Regions from separate parts of the Mus musculus genome. Here region 1 is linked to region 2. A link is a contact called in public HiChIP or PLAC-seq data. All regions are on one chromosome and are shown on one strand. Each heading gives the region's core, a stretch centred on a gene start, on an enhancer-like site or on the middle of the called end of the contact. The rest is flanking DNA. Distances are from core to core; before and after follow the strand shown. Region 1 overlaps Shroom3 (shroom family member 3). Region 2 overlaps Shroom3 (shroom family member 3).

What was found. HiChIP or PLAC-seq counts read pairs in DNA pulled down with a chosen protein or histone mark.
Region 1: an H3K27ac HiChIP or PLAC-seq map of trophoblast stem cells shows a contact between it and region 2, with 4 times the contacts expected there. The contact joins two enhancer-like sites. A contact is called at or near these places in 2 of 484 Hi-C or Micro-C datasets (embryonic stem cells and muscle stem cells), 6 of 115 datasets of contacts at active chromatin or transcription factors (differentiating embryonic stem cells, embryonic stem cells, pancreatic cancer cells and 1 more) and 2 of 9 other capture datasets (adipose tissue and embryonic stem cells).

What each region holds. Positions count from the first base shown.
Region 1 is chr5:92,949,566-92,957,017 of GRCm38.p6, forward strand. It overlaps Shroom3 (shroom family member 3), which reads left to right. Exons shown (of 11, transcript NM_015756.2): 7 at 919-1,755; 8 at 2,974-3,465; 9 at 5,696-5,846. Among named protein-coding and RNA genes, the nearest start is that of Gm36764, 56 kb to the right of the region's middle. Within about 2 kb of position 4,961, at least 31 of the 459 cell types and tissues checked have an H3K27ac peak or open chromatin away from gene starts, as enhancers often do. A contact at or near this core is called in trophoblast stem cells, where this site is marked.
Region 2 is chr5:92,770,021-92,777,547 of GRCm38.p6, forward strand. The region is part of intron 1 of Shroom3 (shroom family member 3); the gene reads left to right. Among named protein-coding and RNA genes, the nearest start is that of Mir1961, 15 kb to the right of the region's middle. Within about 2 kb of position 3,986, at least 39 of the 459 cell types and tissues checked have an H3K27ac peak or open chromatin away from gene starts, as enhancers often do. A contact at or near this core is called in trophoblast stem cells, where this site is marked.

The sequences.
Region 1 (7,452 bases), core at 3,711-6,210, 180 kb after region 2:
GCCGTCCCCCTCCACAGGCTGTGTCAACCTTGTCTGGCACTTCATAGTTTTGTGGTGAACGGCTGCTGGGATGTAGGAAAGTCACAGCTCCACCCCAGGCCTCAGATGGGTGAAATGAGAGGCTCATCTGCTCTCCAGGTCCCCTTCCACGGCCAGCTGCGGAACTGCAGACTAATTCACAGAAGGCAGGACTTGCTAGAGGCTGCCTTGTTAATCCCCACGTTAGTTAACTGTTCCATCACAGGCACAGGCTAGCAGTGCTGCGGACACTTCTCCTCCCTTCTCCACCCTGCCTCCCTCCATCCATCCATCCATCCCACTCCATCCAGTAGCGAGGGCATCTACCAGGAGTTGGTTGTTAGGTTTCCTTGGTGACGGTATCACTTGCTCGGGGTACTACGTCAGTCAGTACTTGACTATGTCCTGACTGGGTTAGCTCCTTAGGTGACACCTCCCTCCTTTTGTTCATTTGTTCATTTTTGTCTTAGGAAATAAGACTTAAAGAACAGAAAATGCTATTACCAACCTTCGGACTCAGCAGCTACACACACACACACACACACACACACACACACACACACACACACTCCCCCAGGCAGACCCCTCCATTGTTATGGTTCAGGGACACATAGAGGCATCAGTCTTTCTCCCCAGAGCCTAGAGCTGTTCCCCAAAGTAGTCCAAAAGGAGCTAAGGAAAGTTGTTGTTTTTCCTTCATGCCTGTCCTCAGAAGCCATTTTACATGTGTGTCATGGCAGGAGTAGGGGCCGTGGGGAGGGCTAGTGAAAGGACTCTGACCCTGCCTGTGGGTCCTCTGCCTGCCCGCTACTTAGTGTAACTTAGCTCGTCTGTGTTTCTGATGCTTACTGCTTGCCCCCTCTGCAGAGCTCTGACCCTCAAGTCTGTGCCCCATTCCAGGTCTCTCAGCTGCTCAGACAAAGGCCAGAATGAGCTGGCATTGCCCCTGCACCACCCTACGCCCTGCTGGAACGGCTCAGGCTGCAAAGCCACTGTGGCTTCCTCAGCTCCTCCCGAATCTTCTGGAGCCGCGGATCATCTGAAGCAACGTAGAGCGCCTGGTCCTAGGCCACTCTCAGCAGGAATGCACGGCCACTTCCCAGACGCCAGAGCTGCCTCACTCAGCTCCCCTCTGCCATCACCTGTCCCCTCCAGTTACCGGTCACAGCTTGCCATGGATCAGCAGACTGGGCAACAGCCTCCCTCATCCCCTGCCTCTGCAGTGACCCAGCCTACCAGTCCAAGAAGCCCTGAGCTCAGCAGCCCAGCATATGGGCTAGGGGAGGGGATGTGGAAGAGGACATCCCTGCCTCAGCGACCCCCTCCCCCTTGGGTGAAATGGGCCCACGCGGTCAGAGAGGACGGCCTTGCTGAGGACACCTTGGCGCCTGAGTTTGCGAACCTGAAGCACTATAGAAACCAGCCGAGTCGTCCGAGTTCCTGCAGCACTTCTGACCCAGACACTCCAGGAAGGATCTCGCTCCGAATATCGGAGTCAGCCCTTCAACCTTCCCCACCGCCCCGGGGGGACTATGATGACGAAGTGTTCATGAAGGACTTGCACCCCAAGGTTACTTCAAGCCCCACATTTGAAGCTCTTCCCCCACCCCCGCCACCTTCGCCACCGAGCGAGGAACCTCTAGTGAATGGCACAGATGACTTTCCTCCGCCTCCTCCTCCCCAAGCCCTGTGTGAGGTACTGCTGGATGGTGAGGCATCCACGGAAGCTGGCAGCGGGTGAGTGGGCAGTGATGGTGAGGGGAAGCGGCCATCCTTCACTCTCAGGTGTTGACCAGGGCGTCCCTCTGTCGCGCACAGGAGAGCATGGGGACAGAGATTCTTTATACAAGTTCAACACAACTCTATAAAGTTTGCCTTGGGGGGCTGGCATGTATTGTCTGCAGAGAAGTGATGATTTGAAGAGCCAAGACGCAGTTCCTCTTGTCTGACTGAGTTTTAGATCAGTTTAAAAAAAAAGTATAATATAAAGGGGGGCTGGGAAAGCTTGGAGAGATGACTCAGTGGTTAAGAGCACTGGCTGTTCTTCCAGAAGTCCTGAGTTTGATTCCCACCAACCACATGGTGGCTCACAACCATCTAGAAAATGGATCTGATGCCCTCTTCCGGCATGTAGATGCAGACAGAGGACTCATACATTTAAAATAAATAATGCTGATAGAACAGACATTGGAGAAAACACTGAAGTTAGAATACACACACACACACACAGCCTGGAGGCAGCCTCTCAAAGAAGAGGCTGAATTTCGATGGCCACCTCCTGTCTGCGGACACTCCATGCCAGAGGTACAGGATGGAGCTAACAGACGGTGAAGTGAAGCCAGGCTGGTGCAGAACTAGCATTTCCCAGCACAGTTTCTGAGACTAGTGATTGCTCATAACAGAATTCTCTTCTTGGGATCCAGCAAGATGGCTTAGTTGGCAAGTGCCACCAAGCCTGGTGACTAGAGTTTGCTCTCCAGGCCCACTATGGTGGAAAGGGAGAATCTGCCCTCTGACCTCCACACATATACTATGGCACAATGCTGCCCTAAGATCTCTGTGAGTTCCATGACAGCCAGGACTATGTAGCAAGAGAGAACTCTGTCTCAAACACAAAATAACCTCTGTGGGGTATCATCTCTTGGATGCCACAGAGGTCACTCACCACCACTACCCTCTGCCTGTCTGTACCTCCCAGAAAGCTCCGGGGCCCAACAGCAACACTCGTCAAAACTGAGTCCTAGTGAATGTATGTAGGAACCAGCCCTGGGCTCAGAAGAAGGCCCTTCAGAACCCCGTGGTCGTGGGAGAGTGCCGCAGATGTGTCTCCTTATGTCAGCCACTCCTGCTCTGGGATGCTCTAGTCCTAATGTGTCTCCTTCACATCTCCTGTGCCCTCATCCTCAGCACCATCAATGCGCCCCTTACCCGCTCTCTCTCTTCTTCCCTTCACAGCCCCTGCAGAATTCCCAGGGTGATGGTCACAAGGGAAGGGCACGTGCCTGGGGCAGCCCATTCCGAAGGTAGTCAGATAATGACTGCCACACCACCCCAAACCTCGGCCAAAGGTTCAGAAGCCGAGTCCAACACGCCTTCCAGCGCGAGCGCCCAGCCTCAGCTCAACGGTTCTCCTGGCAAGCAGCTCTGTCCCAGCCAGACCCGAAACCTCACTTATGAACCTGTCGAGAGAACTCAGGATCTAGGAAAGAAAACTCACGCCGAGCCTCAGAAGACCTCAGAAGATATCCGGACAGAGGCTCTAGCCAAGGAAATTGTCCACCAAGACAAGTCTCTGGCAGACATTTTAGATCCTGACTCCAGGATGAAGACAACGATGGACCTGATGGAGGGTTTATTCCCTGGAGACGCCAGTGTGCTGATGGATAGTGGCGCAAAGAGGAAAGCCTTAGACATCACCGCCAGGCGTGCGGGATGTGAAGCCAAGGCGTAAGTCCCCTCTAGTCCACCCCAAAGAGCCTGTGACTCAACTCCTGTGGGGTGATGATAGGTTTTGGATGTGACATGTCCCTACCATAGGCCACTGGCAAAGAGTGACATTCCATCCCAGCCTTCGGGCCGGAGGTGGGGCAGATGCCCAACAGCAAGAATGAGAGCAGTAGGAACCACTGTTATTTGTAGCCAGAGGTCATTTTCTGTGCATCACACATCCTTATATAAACATTATTGCAGCTCATCTTCACAGCGCACCTTTGAGAGGACCGCCAGCCACCTCAGAAACACAGAGGCGTATTAACGCCTTGATCCACCTAGGCAGGCCCTGGCAAGTGAGCCACAGCAATTGTCCCGTGTCTGTCCCTAACTCGGCAAACACATGGTTGTCTCTCCTGTTGTAGGTGACTTTCAGGGACGTCCCCCCAGGCTCAGTGCTGAGAAGGGAGCAAAGGCAGGATGTGGGCGTCTACAAGAACCAAGTGGACCAGTCTTTATGAAAGGGGGAGGGGCCTGGAGAAATAGATGTGTTTATTGTATAGGACATGCACTTTGAGGCATTGAGGTGAACATTTGCTCAAATTTGAACAGATGTCAGTGGGAAACCCTCTCCTGGGTATGCCGGGGCCACTTAGCCACCCCGCCCCCACCCCCTCACCTGACCCCCACTCTGGAGGCTCTTGAGCCCTCTGCTGGTCTTGGAACATCACCCCAGGGCCCAGCCACAGTGGGAGAACTGTGAGCAGTTATATTTCCTATTTTGTGGATTTTTTAAAATTATTCTGAGATTTGCTTACATACTTGGTTAAAGGACTATGAGGAGAAAGATGTAGAGTGGGTTTTATTTCCTTTTTAGTTTTTAGTGATAATATTGACAGACTGCGACTCAGCAGTAAGTAGCTTCCAGATAAAATAAAAACAGAACAGTTCACCCAAATACGGGTTTGCCGTTTAGAAACTTGCAGCTGACTGTAACTGAGTCAGTAGCAGGAGCGCTGTTTTATTTGGGTGGGAGGGAGAAAAGAGCTGTGTGCATAGCTTTTGCCATTTGTGGGCTATATTCTCAGAGCGCATCTGTTCACGGCCTCGCAGCTTCCTTGCCTGTCTCTTCAGCTTCAGATTTGGGGAGTTGAGGCTGTCTTTGGTGCAGGTGACCTCTCCAGAATCACACTGTAGCAAACATCGCTGGACACCTGCACTGTAAAGGGCAGTCACTGAGCACCACATGGCCCCAAAGGATGCCCTCTGAGAGCGTTTCCCACTGAGACTCGCTCTGGGTTGGAGCAAATGTTCACTGTGCAGTTCATCATGGTGAGAGTCAGTGCCCATGCTGTTGTTATCTGACTACGTGCTGCACAGAGACCAGTGTAGATTCACAGATGTCCTCAGAAAGCTACTGTCTGAGAATTTATAGTCCCTGGTGAGTTTGGTAGTGAAATGATCCTGTCCTAGTCCTTCCCGAGGGTTTCAGAAAGATGACACGCGCCACCTTCTGGTGACAGTAAACGTCGTCCTGCTGTGGCAAATAGCATTGTGAGGCTTCATCAGACTCCTGAGCCAGGAACACTGGGGAGAAGCTGATAGAAGCGTCACACATGCGTGTGGAGGCTTTTTCCAGCTTTCTAGTCAGCTGGCTTACACGCGGATACACTGCTTAAAGAGACCAGTGAAGATGTTGTATGTCTAGTTCTTGAGTAAAATCACAGGGCCACAGTTAAATAATCTATCACTGAAGAGTTAAACTCTCTCTCCAAGAGATCGTACTTGCATGTGGTATATCTGAACCCTGACCTGCCCCCAGCATGCCTGAGGACCCAGGTTCCACCCCCATCTCCTCACAAAAATGAAACAGACTTGGAAAAGCAACTCCGCTATGGTAAAACAAACAGCATGAGATACCATGGTTTTCAGTTCCTGGTTTTCTTGGACAGCTCTGAGCTCCCCACCCCCTGTGTAATCAGCAGGTAGACTTTACATTTCTTTTCTCCCTCCACTTTTTTTTTTTTTTTTTTTTTTTTTTTTACATTCTCTTGGGATGGAATAGCCTTGGCTAGTTTCAAATTCTTGATGCCATCTCCAGCACTGCCCTTAGGAACTTTGCATCCTGGGTTTGCCTGGCCGTGGGAGCCCAGCACAGTCACTATCAGTAAATTGCTCATCAGTCACTATGTCTGGGGGAAATTAAGGAGGACTTTGCACGGTTCTGAGCTTGAGCTGTGTGTTTCAGGAGCGACCACAAGGAGGCAGTGAGTGTGCTGGTCAACTGTCCTGCCTACTACAGTGTCTCTGCTGCCAAGGCGGAGCTGCTCAACAAAATCAAAGACATGCCGGAGGAGCTGCAGGAGGAGGAGGGGCAGGAGGATGTCAATGAGAAAAAGGTAGGGTGGGGACACTTGTTCTGCTTCCCAGGGGAGCCAGGCCCTTCTCATGACCACAAGTGACTACCAGCCCCTAAGGACTAGGAGGGGGACCATGGACCTGTGGCTCTGACAGACAGGAAAGCCACTGTCAGTCTCATTCTGCAAACGATGAATGAAACCTTGGAGAGATTGAGTCATTAGAGGTGTCACAGCTGGGACCGCACCCCAGGGGCTCTGACACGGTTCTCAGCAATGGTGGTAGCTTATGTCAAGAGCAAAACTAGAGTTTTAAAATTTTGCTCAGGGAAGCAGTGGCTGGCAAGGCACATCTACGAAAAGGTGCGGCTGACCTTACCACCCACAGCTCTTGCAGTGCTCAGAGAAGAGCTTTATTTAAAGCACACGGTTGGAACGTAATGCAGCACTGGTCCACCTACAGAACTTGTAACTGTCAAGCATGTTATGATGACCTTGCTGTTGCCACAGCCTCCCTGTGTCCTGTGGAGATCAGGGCCAAGCTGTGCCTGCAGGGCAGAGCGGCCTTCCACTTTGCCTATAGCTGTACCTAGATCCCAGCTGTGCCCTCTGCAAAACGACACGTGCGGCTTGCTTCAGTGGAACATGGAGTATGTGCTTTGGTGGCATTGATGTCAGGAGGACTTGCATATGGGATTCTATTTGTTGTACGTACTTATTCCAGGCCCTCTTCCTAATGTGTTGGATGAAACCACAGGACATGGGCACGCGCACTCACTCCCCCCCCCCCCAAAAAAAAACAAGGAAAGCTTTGAGAGGCATCCTGTTAGAAGATTTGTGAGCTCCCTGCTGCATGTTGTAACAGGGACTACAGAAACTCATTTCTTCCAACCAAAGGCTTCTCTTTCAGATCCCTGCTCTGTTGAACACCTCCTAGCATGTCCCTGTCAGCCCTGCTGACTGTGCCCATTTTGTGCGTTCTGCACTTGGGAATCAGAGGGCTCTGTTCTACCACAGATATATATATATATGCCATTCCATCTTTAACTGCATATTTTCCTTTTTGTATATAGACATCTCTGCATTACAGTGGCAAAGAAGCAAAGTATATATTATGTTTTCTCATCTTCATTTTTAAAGAGATTTATTGTTTTATGTGTATATGTGTGTGTGTATACATACCATGCACACACATACACACCCCCCACATGCACGCCTGGTGCCCATGGAGGTCAGAATGGGACGTCAGGTCCTCTGGAACCGGAGCTGCAGGTGGTTGAGCTATCATGGGCGCTAGAACTGGAACCTGGATCCCATGCAGGAGCAATCAGTGCTCTTAGCCGCCGAGCCACCTCTCCAGCCTCTCGTTCTAGGTTTTGGATGCTTAATTTACAGAATTAATACTCCTCCTCTGAGGAAATGGAGCAGCCCGTGTGGGGGCTGTAAGGCTTTGTGTGGGGCCTGTTTTGTTTTGTATTTTTAACACAAAATTCCACCAGTTCCCATATCGGCATGGTTTGTAGGGAAATAGATGGCAGTAGCATTTAAAACTATTCTACTCCATTGCTGTTGAGAACGCTGTGGCTGGTGGGTCCTTTTAGACAGCTACGACTCCTCGGCTCACCGCCTCCCATTTCTGCTGAGCTTC
Region 2 (7,527 bases), core at 2,736-5,235:
TCCTGGTGATCCATCATTGAAAGAGAGGTAGGTAGGCAATGGGAGGCATCACTACAGGACCACTGTTATGCCATTTGGTTCACAGAACCATTTCTGTTTGTTTATAGCCCAGCAGTTAGTTCTGTGTCCCTCAAAAGGCTGTGTAGTTTCATAGAACATGAGAGCCAAGTACAGATTTTGGAAAGAACTTTGTATTTATCTCATTGTCCACACTTCCTGTGCAGTTCAAAACCAAGAATACCCAGTGAGTTATGAGTAACACTGATTCCCAGAGAACAGAATGTAACATTCGGAACAGTCGAAAGGTTCTTTACTTTTTTATCTACTAAATACTATGTATCACTCTGCTTGTTACCATGACCGAATTACCTGATAAGAAGCAATTTAGGGACTGAAAAGGTTTATCAGTCCTTAGGCTAACTGAAGGGGTACATCTCTCAAGTTGGGGGAGGGGAGACAAGAAGTGGGTAAAGTGACTAGTTACTTAGGAAATGGAGAGCATACAGGAAGTGGTGCTGGGCTGTAAAACCAGAAGACCCACCTCCAGCAACACACTTCCTCAAGTGAGGCCCCACCTCCTAAAAGTGCCACAACCCTCCCAAATATCACCACTGCCTAGGGACTATGTATTTAAACACATAAACTCATGGTGGGGCGCTTTGCATTCTAAACACACGATCCTTTATCTTTTTAATCTTTGGTATCTTGCCTATCAGTTTATTGCAGTTATTGCTCTTAACAGAGGATACCCTTGTTCTCAAGTCACCAAGAAAGTAGCAAACAGACTGCGCAGGACACTCCATGAACTGTAGCTCTCCTGAACTACCCTTCCCTCCCTGGAGCTCCATCAGGCCAGTGTGCCGGAAAGAGTTGTGAGGAAAAGGAGAGGAACCTCTTAAGTTGGGACATCACATAGCCGTGAAATTCGGGTGTGATTGCCCTCTGCAGGATGAGCTGGATTCTAATCAGACCCCAGATAGAGATGAGATTAAGCAGAAGGTGTTATGTGTTCGGTTTTGCGTAGCCACACCTCCCTACCGCTGGGGCGGTAGATGCCAGCTTGCTTTCCCATGCATGATCTGTGACTGCTGTTAAATCTATAAGCTTATGTAATCGGTTTCCAGTTCTTAGGACTTCTGAAAAAGAAGGATCAGGACACAGAAATGTAGAGTGTTGGGTTTCTTGGGCACTTGAGGGATTAGACTGACAAGTGGAGAAGTATTAGTCTGGGACAAAGATCTTGAGGGGTTCTCAGAGGCAGCAGACTGGAGGATGTGGGCTTTGGAGTCTGTCTGGAACTCTACCTCAGCTCTTTCCTCTTCCTAATGTTCAGCCATGCACACACAAGCCATTTCACCCTCTGAGCATCAGCATTCTGTTCTGTAGCTGAGAATTTATGGACATTTGTTATAAACCAAGTGCGTACACTAACTTTACAGTCCGGTAGAGATAGTACCATTATTGAAATCTGAGGCACCCAACAACACCTGGTTGCTATGGCAATGACACGTTGCTTAGCTAGATGATGAATACTGGACACTAATCTTGGTTCCTGCACTGTTCTGCGTGCTGGGGACAAATTATGACAGGCATCAGCCAGACTTCTCATAGACTGATATTTGAGTGAGAGACAGGTAATAAGGAAGACACACAAGAAAAGTTATAGGTCAAGCTAGAGAAAGGACCCAAGGAGCTGAAGGGGTTTGTAGCCCCATAGGAGGAACAATAATATGAACTAACCAGTACCCTCAGAGCTCCCAGGAACTAAATTACCAACCAAAGAAAACGCATGGTGGGACCCATGGATTCACCTGCATATGTAGTAGAGGATGGCCTAGTCAATCATCAATGGGAGGAGAGGCCCTTGGTCCTGTGAAGGTTCTATGCCCCAGTATAGAGGAATGCCTGGGCCAGAAAGCGGGAGTGGGTGGGTTGGTGAGAAGGGGGCAGGGGGGAGAGGACAGGGGATTTTCAGAGGGGAAACCAGGAAAGGGGATAACATTTGAAATGTAAATAAAGAAAATATCTAATAAAAAAATAAGGAATTATTAAGCTGGGCGTGGTGGTGCATGCCTTTAATCCCAGCACTCGGGAGGCAGAGGGAGGCGGATTTCTGAGTTCGAGGCCAGCCTGATCTACAAAGTGAGTTCCAGGACAGCCAGGGCTATACAGAGAAACCCTGTCTCGAAAAAACAAAACAAAAAAACAAACAAACAAAAAAAACCAAACAAACAAAAAAAGGAATCAAAGATAACCGTGGAAAAGATTAAATAAGATGGAAGGAAACAGTAGATAAATGTACAAAAAAAAAAAAAAGAAAGAAAGGAAAATTATAGGTCATGGGGCTGATGAGATGATTGACAGGTGAAGAAAGGTACTCGCCCTTAATCCCACATGGTGGAGGGGAAGAGCTGGTTCCTACAAATGGTTGTCTGACTTTTACGCACACTATGTCGTACCTACTTACCTGCTTATGTGAATAAATGTATAAAATGTGTATACATATTAAGTACTGGTCATGGATTAAGTGCTAAGGGGGAATGCAGTTGGGAAGGAAGATGAAGACTCTTAGAGGGGGTGTGGCTGGTGGTGTAGCTCAGTGGTAAGGCACTTGAGTAACAGGTGCAAGGCCTTGTGTACCATCTCTTGCTGTAAAGGGGTAGCTAGGGAATGCCTCTTCTAGCTTGGACATAACGATAAAGTCAGATGGTCACCTGGGCATAAAGCCTTCCAGACTAAGCTAACATCAGATAGAGCCCTGAAGTGAGACCGTGCTATCTTCCACCACCAGGAGGGAACTGACTCCCGAAATCCCTCCGACACACCCCACATGCGCGCGCGCACACAAATAAAATGCCCTTTAAAAATAATTAAAATCAATTCAACTGATTTCCGCAGGTGTAGATAAATGTAGGATTTCAGGGGAGAGAGAAGCACATGTCTGTTGTGGGCGCCCATGTGTGCATCTCCACCGCCTTTGCTGGCTTGGGGATCTGCTAGTCAGCATTGCCTGGTGCTATCTGAAGCTCTTTAAAGCTCTTTAACCTGGTGACAGTCACATTCCTGGAGTAAGTAAATTCTCTGCAGGTGAAACTGGATAAAGAATGCCAGTGACCTTGTTAGCTGCCAATATATCAGTCCAAAGTTTAAAATAATAAGCTTTTTCCCCAGTGAATCTTGACGGACAGTGTCAGCACTGCATGGGGTTAGAGGGAATATTCTCTTTGATGACTAGTTCAAGAAGATTGTGAATATTCTTTTTTTTTTTTTTTTGAAGTCATGACAATGATTTTAGATACTGTAAATAATCACATGAGCTTCAGAGTTGAGGAGATGGCTCAGAGGTTACAACTATGGGTTGTTCTTCCAAAGGGTTAGAATTTAGTTCCCAGCACCCACGTCACATGGCTCACAAGCACCTGTAACTCCAGCCTCGGGGAATCTTATGCCTCTAGCCTTCTCCAGCACCAGCACTCATGCCCACAGATCCATACTCGGACAGACAAACAGACAGTCAGTCAGACAGACAGACAGACACACACAAGCTTACTTGGCTGCTATCAGTTTGTATCAACAGTTCATTTTATCATTTGTTATGATAGAGACAATATTGATAGTTTTGTTCTAGTCAGTAGCTTCAACTTGCATGGCAACCATGTTTATTATCAAACCATCAACAAACATTGTGTCAGCTGACATTGTGATAGCCAGGCAGGGAAGAGCTCTCACCCCTGAGGTAGGAGGGGCCATTGACATCCTAAGGCAGTATCAAACAAAACAGCCACCTTTATTTTCCCTAAATGGCTGAAATGTGGTAATCAACACTTGTGAAACTAGCTTCATTCAAAACCCAGGGTAGGCCTTTTGGGTGAGATACCCGTTTTGGGATACAGTCCTGGGTAGATCCAGGTACCCAGCAGGCTTCCCAGAGTCCTCCTCCCTTTCCTGGAAACTGCCTAACCTTCCAGGGAGACTTGTTTACATGGCTCAGTTGAAGTGCCCTTAAGATAAGGGAAAAATCCAGCCCTGTTTATTACCAGTCTGCCTCTCTGGCACCAGCATTTTTAGTTACGGACAAAGATGTGAACTATACTAAAAATATGCTAGAATGTAAACTCCGGGAAAGAGGAGAGGGTACAGGTTATTTCCTGGGTCTAAGAGAATGCCTGGAAATGTTAGGTGCTCAAAAACATGTTTGGGATGGGTGAATAGATAAGTCTTTTTCTTTCCCTCTCTCTCTCTCTGTCTGTCTCTGTCTCTGTTTCTCTTTCTCTCTCTCTCTTAAGTTTCTGACTTCGGAGTTTAAGTGCTGAAAATGTGGCATGATCAGAATGATAGCAAAAAAAGGCTTGTCTCAAGATGGGCAGGAGCTACTCATAGGAGGGGTAGGTAGAGATGGGCAGGGTCTGTTTGGGTTGATAAGAACGCCCTGTTATAGTGGAAGGACACAAAAGAATAGAGAGCAAGAAGCTGAAAATAAAAGCCAAGGGCTTACAAAAGATCCATGTTGGAGCAAAGACCTGAAAGTATCTCTGGAGATAATTAAAACCCTAAGACACCGTGACTCACCCAGAGACTGTGTGGTGATGCTGGAGAATCAAAGCAAGAAGCAGAAGCTGTGGGTGTAACCTAGTGACAGGGCATGAACCTCTGGTTCACCCCCAGCAACACAAAACAAAAGCATGCAAGTCTAAGTAGGTGCCCAACTAGTGTTTTACATAGAAATACCATTTCAAAACATTATCTCAGCCTCTGCTTCTCCAGTTTCATAAATTATTATGTTAATTAACTTTTTAAGAGTAAGCATGTGGGGAGTTTGAGCATTGGCTCAGGGGTTGAGAGCCCTTGTTATTCTTGAGAAAGACCCCAGGTTTGTTCCCAACACCCGCATGGTGACTCACAATGGTCTGTAACTCCAGTCTCAGGGAATCTGAAAACATCTGACATCTCTAGGCCTCAGGTATGCACATAATATACATATATACATTCAGGGTGTGGTAGTTTGCATAGACTTGGCCCCTATAGACTCAAATATTTGAAAGCTTAACCCATAGGGTGTGACACTAGTAGGAGGTGTGGTCTTATTGGAGGAAGTGTGTCACTGTGTGGGCGGGCTTTGAGGTCTCCTATACTCAAGCTCCGCCCACTGTGGAATCTAGTCTCCTACCTTGCTTCCTTTTATCAAGAGGTAGAACTCTTGGCTCCTCCAGCATCAAGTCTGCCTGGATGCTGCCATGCTTCTCACCATGATGATAATGGACTAAACCTCTGAAACTGTACACCAGCCCCAATTAAATGTTTTCCTTTATACGTGTTGCCTTGGGGGGCTGAAGAGATGGCTCTGTGGTTAAGAGCACTGACTGTTCTTCCAGAGGTCCTGAGTTCAATTCCCAGCAACAACATGGTGGCTCACAACCATCTATAGTGAGATGTGATGCCCTTTTCTGGTGTGTCAGAAGAGAGTGACAGTGTATTCATATACATAAAATAAATAAATCTTTAAAAACTAAAGGGCTGGAGAGATGGCTCAGTGGTTAAGAGCACTGGCTGCTCTTCCAGAGATCCTGAGTTCAATTCCCAGCAACCACATGGTGCAGCTCACAACCATCTGTAATGGGATCCGATGCCTTCTTCTGGTGTGTAATCATCTTCTGGTGTGTCTGAAGACAGCTACAGTGTACTCATATAAATAACAAATAAATAAATCTTTTTAAAATTAGAAAATTAAAATTAAAAAAATTAAAGTAAACATATTGGGCTAAGGATGGAATTAAAGCTGTACCTGCCTAGCATTGTGTAGGTTCCAGCCCCAGCACCGCAAAACATTAAACAGTAGAAATATATTTTTTTCTGGAGTGTGGTAATACATACCTTTAATCCCAGCACTAAGGAGACAAATACAGGGGGGTGACTGTGAGTTCCAGGCCAGACAGAGTTATCTAGTTAGAACTTATTTCAATAAATAAGTTTAGAAAACAATAAAAAGCAGTTCAAACCTAAAAGTGTAGTAAAAAGTGAAGAGTTTCTGGGCAACTCTGTAAATATAGAAAGTGGGGGGTAGGGGGCTTGGAATGTGGCTTAGTCCTCTGGGTCACATCCCACCTTTCCTTCCTAATGTTTGCTTTCATCTCAGTCATGAATGTACACGAAGGAAACTCTACAATGAACCTCCTCCTCCTCCTCCTCCTCTTCCTTCTCTTTTAACTTATAGAAAATAAATGTATGTTTTGTTGTCACGGATTCTTGGCAATCTCTGTACGTACCTCTGGATGCCCAGGTTGGTATTGGACTCGGTATGAGCCTCCTGACTTGGCTTTCTGAGTGACAGATGACAGGTGTGAAGCATCCCCCTGGCTCCTTTGTTTTGTATTATTTTCACATGTACGTAATGTACTCTGATCATGTTCAGCCTCTGTGACCCTCTCTGGCCCCTCTTCCTGTCCCACTAGTCTCCCTTGTCTTCCAAATTAACCACTTAAAAAACCTGAGATTTCCCCACATGAAAAAAAGCATGTGATATTCATCTTTCTGCACTCAGAACAGGATAGATAACCTCCAGTTACCTGAAGAATGACATAATCCCGTTCTTCTTCATGGCTGAGTGGCACTCCATTGTGTGTGTCCCAGATTGACTTTATCTGTTCATCTGCCATTGATTCTATAACTTGATTTCCATCTTCATATACACCACTGACCATTTCCTAGGGTTTGTTTTGTTCAATTTGTTGGTGAATAATGTGGTCAGAACTCGGATTCACAGCCTGCATTGGGGAGAGCCTGATCATGTTCATTACTGTACCTTCATCTCTTATCGACTTGCTCGGTATTTTGTTACAGCCGCAAAGCTGTGCTTTCTCAGGAAGTCCTACATTTTGACCTAATTACAGATGGAGTCATGACTGAGTCCTGTCTTCAAAGGCTCACAGTTCAAGCTAGGGAAGGTGAGCCTATGGACAGACAATAGACAAGATATAAATGACTTTGCTGAGCGATCATGTGGGGAATACGGCATTATGTTAAAGTTGGCTAAGGAAGTAAATTATTTGAATGTCATATTATGTTTCTATATTATTTTGTTCATTGGGTCTCTGAAAGCAGGGGAGGGGCATTACTTTCTCTGCTCTTCTCTCTTTAATGCTGGGGACACAAGCCTGGGCCTTTTGTATGCAGGACAAGAGCTCTGCTACTTAGCTACACTCTCAACCTCAGGGACTGTCTTCATAGGTGAATACAGAGGTAAAGGAGTTGGGGTGGGTATTGGTGAGAAGTCTGGACAGTTTGGAGGAGATGGACCTTGAACTTGGCCTGAAACGATGGATCGTAACTGTATTTGAACTCCTCTGAGTAAGCGCTATGCTACAGACACTGCTTTATCCTGTAGGCTCTTGTAATCCCACTATACATGTGGTAAATGTTTATCATTTAGATGGGGAAACTGAGGCATGGGGAGGTTGAGTCACACGTTCAAAGTCACATAGCTACTAAGAAATAGGCCATATAGTCTGACTATGCTGTTATCAGTGTGGG